Linked DNA regions of Bos taurus: region 2 is linked to region 1. The links are chromatin contacts, called in public Hi-C maps. All regions are on one chromosome and are shown on one strand. Each heading gives the region's core, a stretch centred on a gene start, on an enhancer-like site or on the middle of the called end of the contact. The rest is flanking DNA. Distances are from core to core; before and after follow the strand shown.

Evidence for each region. Hi-C and Micro-C count contacts between places; a contact is called where the count stands out from the background.
Region 2: a contact with region 1 is called in a Hi-C map of liver, with 2.1 times the contacts expected there. The contact joins the enhancer-like site here to the promoter of GGH in region 1. A contact is called at or near these places in 2 of 11 Hi-C or Micro-C datasets (liver and skeletal muscle).

Annotation. Positions count from the first base shown.
Region 1 is chr14:28,069,121-28,071,633 of ARS-UCD2.0, reverse strand. GGH (gamma-glutamyl hydrolase) reads left to right here and starts at 1,259. Exons shown (of 9, transcript NM_001105394.1): 1 at 1,259-1,407. The coding sequence starts at 1,299. It overlaps LOC132342198 (a long non-coding RNA gene), which reads right to left and starts at 1,155. Exons shown (of 2, transcript XR_009490484.1): 1 at 424-1,155.
Region 2 is chr14:28,123,591-28,126,103 of ARS-UCD2.0, reverse strand. No RefSeq gene overlaps it. Among named protein-coding and RNA genes, the nearest start is that of YTHDF3, 16 kb to the left of the region's middle. Within about 2 kb of position 1,258, at least 5 of the 102 cell types and tissues checked have an H3K27ac peak or open chromatin away from gene starts, as enhancers often do. A contact at or near this core is called in liver, where this site is marked.

The DNA.
Region 1 (2,513 bases), core at 10-2,509:
TTTTTCCTATGTGGACAGACAATTGCTCACAACTTCATACTGGTACAGTTTCCTCATCTGTTCATCTGAGTTCAAAACAAGCCAAATATGTAGGGCCTTTCACAAACACATCCATTCAGCTTATCGCTCACCACGCCCTTCCAGAGCAGCATTATTATATTAACAAAGCATACGACATATTGCATTCTCTCTTCTTGAAATACATTCTCTTCACAAATCCTGTTCTCTCTTTTCCTTACAAAACTCCAAACTTCTAAGACGAAAAAACAAGGCATTGCCCAATTAATCTTTGCATCCTCTATATTTGGCCTTGAGTTGATTATCAAATACTCTTCTATTCTGATTTTCACCCTTATAGGTGGGAACTCCCAGTATAAGCCATATCTTTATATTTTGGTTTTCACATAGAAAGAAAAAGCTTACCTTTCATCTACTAGCCCACCAAAACAAGTTCAGTGTTTCTAAATCTCTTTTCAAATTTGAAACAGAAACCTCAAAAAAACTTTTAGTGATTAGGAACCCAAGTCACCCTTTGTGCCCTGTTGGAGAACAGTCTGCTAAAGTTAGGAGGCACCGTGTGCGGGCCTGGCCTGGACTTGTTTTTGTCGTGATGCCAGGAGTGGGCCCCTCCTTGACCCAGTTCTGAGCTGAGGCGATGCTCGTGGGCGTGTTCACATCTATCGGGCTTTCCTCATCTTCTCTTCGTTTGGTCCAGAAGCCTCTACCTGCACGCAAATGGCAGGACGCGGAAACCACCTCCCAAGTCACCAACCATCCCTGATGGAAAGCGGGGGTGTCCAACTCCGCTGCCAGCATTCCTCAAGACGACTTTGGCGCAAAGTTCTCAGGCGACTTCTAGAACCTCTCGCCAGCCTCCCCCGCTGCCTGGTTACCAATCAGGTCAGGCTGCAATCCAGCGCTCCCCACTCGACCGCGGGACCCTGCGCCCCAGTTAGTTCCGGGTGACTTCAGGTCACGTCGAGGAAACAGCTGAAAGGGCGGGCTCGAGTACGCGGATCCCACCGCACTTTCCTGAGCCCCCGCAGACGCCGCGGGGCGGGCTGGGGGCCAGGGGTCCGGGCGGCCGCGGAGCGATGGGGTAGGCGCGGCCTCTGGGTCCCCGGAGTCGCCCGCCCTTGCGGCCCCAGCGCACATGCGCCCGGACGGCCTTTCCCATAGGCCCCCGCGGCGGAGCACCGCCCCCGCCCGACGCCCTCGAGCGGCCGGGTGACAGCAGCTGCCTCACTCTGCTGCTCGCCGGTAGTGCCTTTGAAAGCCGGCGGGAGGCGGCGAGCGCAATGGCGAGACTGGGTCGCCTGCTGAGCGTGTTGGGTCTGGTTCTGTGCGGGGCGACGGGCCTCGGTCTGAGCGCCCCTCCCGCGCCTACCCCCAAGAAGCCCATCATCGGTAAGGAGGCGGCCAGGGCTGGGGCTGGGGCTGGTGAGCCGGGAGCGCGCCCTGGGCGCTTCCAGCTGCTGCGCTTCGGCAGGTGCGTCCGGTCCTGGAAACATCCAAGCCTAGGGATAGGATGTGTGACTTCCTAGCCCAGGGGTCAAACCCTCATTGAGATCCTGCTGAAATATACCTAGGTAATGCTCGTTGATTTCCCGCACATCCTTAGCTCTTAAAATTGGAAGGGAGGAGCATGCACCGTGAAGAATCCTGAGGATGGTTTTTGTGTTTGTACTCATTTGGAATTTCTGCGGAGAAGGCAATGGCAACCCACTCCAGTACTCTTACCTGGAAAATCCCAGGGACGGGGGAGCCTGATGGGCTGCTGTCTATGGGGTCGCACAGAGTCGGACACGACTGAAGCGACTTAGCAGCAGCAGCAGGAATTTCTGCTAACTAAACCTTCTGTATTCATGCATTATCTTTATTAAAATTTCACTGGTTGAGGGCTCATTTCGAGGAAAAATGCAAAATCGAATTGACTAGATAATTGGGAAATTATGGTATACCTGGCCTTTGTCCTCTTTGGCAGCGGAGGGCAGCCGTGGCTCCTGTGATCCTAGTAGCAATTCTGTTTTGTGTTAAAGTAAAACAAGTCATTTTTCTTTTTCAACACACTTAATGTTCTATAAAGGGAGTAAAATCAATTTGAATCGCCAGAACAAACATTTAAGACTGGGGCAAGGGAAAGCAACCCTGGAGAAATCAGCTCGTATTTGAAATGTGCAAAAAAGTAATTTGTGGGCGGACAACTAGAATTGATTTCATTTTAGCTGGTAGTATTGTTATGCCTTTCATTCTGTTTTTTTTTTTTTTTTTCCCTTTATTTCCCACGAAAATGGGCACTGTATTCTGTAACTAAATAGAAAGTAGTTGAGCATTTTTTTCATGGATATTGGTAGTGTCCATTTTTATGTATGTTGTGTATCAATATTTGGAACTTGGGATGCATTATTTCATAATCTATGTAAAATAGTGGTTAAAATCTTCAAAGGGAATTAACTCAAAATGAAATCCTATGTAGGTTTACTGGGTGGCTCAGTGATAAAGAATCCGTCTGC
Region 2 (2,513 bases), core at 9-2,508, 54 kb before region 1:
TTGATTAACTTCTAGAACACTTCTATTCAAGGCATTCTTTACATATATTAAGTTTTTTCTATGATAAGTTTGTTTCTGAAATGTTGGCTTGCAGGATCTCAGTTTCCAACCAGGGGTTGAACCCAGGCCATGGCAGTGAAAGCCCAGGATTCTAACCATCATGCCACCAGGGAATTCCCACCCATTGTTTTATAGCAGTTTTATAGAGAGATAATGAGGGCTTCCATGGTGGCTTAATGGTAAAGAATCTTCCTGCAAGGAGGAGATTCAGGTTTGATCCCTGGGTCAGGAAGATCCCCTAGAGAAGAAATAGTAACCTACTTCAGTGTTCTTGCCTGGGAAATCCCATGGGCAGAGGAGCCTGGCAAACTACAGTCCATGGGGTAGCAAAAGAGTCAGACACGACTGAGCAACTAAACAACAACAACAATTTACATATAAAATCATTCACCCATTGAAAGTGTTCAGTATGTTCAGCCTATTCACAGAGTTGTGCCCCACAGTCAAGGTTTGGCAAATGTTTCCTACTGAGTCTTTCCTTCTCTCTACATGATATGCACCAAGGTCTTCCAAACTTAGCATTTAACACTTGGGCCAAATAATCATCAGCTGTCCCATGCATCATAGGATGCTCAGCAGCACACCCAGCCTTTAACCACAGGCCAGTAACACACCACTCAACCCCAGTTGTGACAACGAAAAATCCTCAGACATTGCCAAATGTCCCCAGGGGTACAAACACATTCCAGGTTGAGAAACTACTGATACGGATGATGCATTCTCTTCCAGATGAACTTTGTCCCCTCAGTTCCTGGTTTTGTTTTCAATGGTCTGTTTAGACACCGGTCTCCAGTCCTCTAGCCTGGAAAATCCCCTGGGCGGAGGAGCCTGGTAGGCTGCAGTCCATGGGGTCGCTAAGAGTTGGACACGACTGAGCAACTTCACTTTCACTTTTCACTTTCACGCATTGGAGAAGGAAATGGCAACCCACTTCAGTGTTCTTGCCTGGAGAATCCCAGGGACGGGGGAGCCTGGTGGGCTGCCGTCTATGGGGTCGCACAGAGTTGGACACAACTGAAGTGATTTAGCAGCAGCAGCAGCAGCAGCACATGACATGGTCTATTCCACACAGATTTTGGGGGGACCAGTGTTCCCAGGTGGCCCCCCGTGGACAGAATCTAACACAGTTCCAGGCCAGCTCTTTCTCACAGGTGCAGCCAAGATCTTGCCCTTGGAAGCGCTTGTCTGTTACCCTCGCAAATTCACAATGGGAACAGCCGCTCTCCTCTCTTCCTAGCCCAAGAGCGGGTAACCTGTAGGTCTCTGCCCAGTGTTCTCCAGTCAAGAGTCAGATACCAGTCTACTAAGTTCCGCTAACCACAGGGATGTCAGTCACACCAGTTCTCAGGGGACCCCACTGAAGACTGACTTGCTTAAGTATGAAGTCATCTCCACTTTTGACCCTGTTACAGCCTAGATGAAAATAAAGCATTCCAAGTCAGGAGCCAGTTTTCACATAATGACGTCGATGTTACTGCAGAGCAGTTTGTCTCCCAATTCATTTTGGTATCTGCTATCTAAGAACCTCGGGAATCTAGTAAATTTCTACTTTTTCATTCTGTTCCACGTTTAACAATGTCACGAATCGTGACATAATTTATAGGGTATTTCACTGAATACAATATGTAACTGTTAAAAAAACTGCTCTTTGAAAAAATGCTCACAACAGAATAGTGATTGAAGAAAGAGCTATAGTAAAACTATGTGTATTTCTAGACAAAAGGCTAGTAGGAATTGTACCTAAATGTTATTTGTGACAGTCTATAGATGGCAGTCTATAGATGACTGATGCTGAAGCTGAATCTCCAATACTTTGGCCACCTGGTGCAAACAACTGACTCATTGGAAAAGACTCTGACGCTGGGAAAGATTGAAGGCAGGAGGAGAGGGGGACAACAGAGGATGAGATGGTTGGATGGCATTACCAACTCGATGGACATGAGTTTGAGCAAGCTCTGGGAATTGGTGATGGACAGGGAAGCCTGGTGTGCTGCAGTCCATGGGGTCCCAAAGAGTCAGACACAACTGAGTGACTGAACTGAACAGAACTGAAGACAGATGGCAGAATTATTTTCTGTTTTAAAATATTTACTTATTTATTTTTGGCTGTGCTGGATCTTCATGGCTGTGTGGGATTTCCTCTAGTTGCTGAGAAAGGGGGCTACTCTCCAGTGGTGGTGCTCGGGCTTATCATTGGGGTGGCTTCTCTTGTTGAAGAGCACAAACTCTAGAGCTTGGGCTCAGTAGTTTGTGGCCACAGGCTTAGTTGTCTGATGGCATATGGGATCTTCCCAGACCAGGAATTGAACCCACGTCTCTTGTGTCTCCTGCATTGGTATGCAGATTCTTGACCACTGAGTCACCAGGGAAGCCCTATTTTCTTTTTCATATTTTTTTCTCTACAAATTTTTTACTGTAAGCCTGTGTTCATTCTTAATGGGAAAAAATGTTAT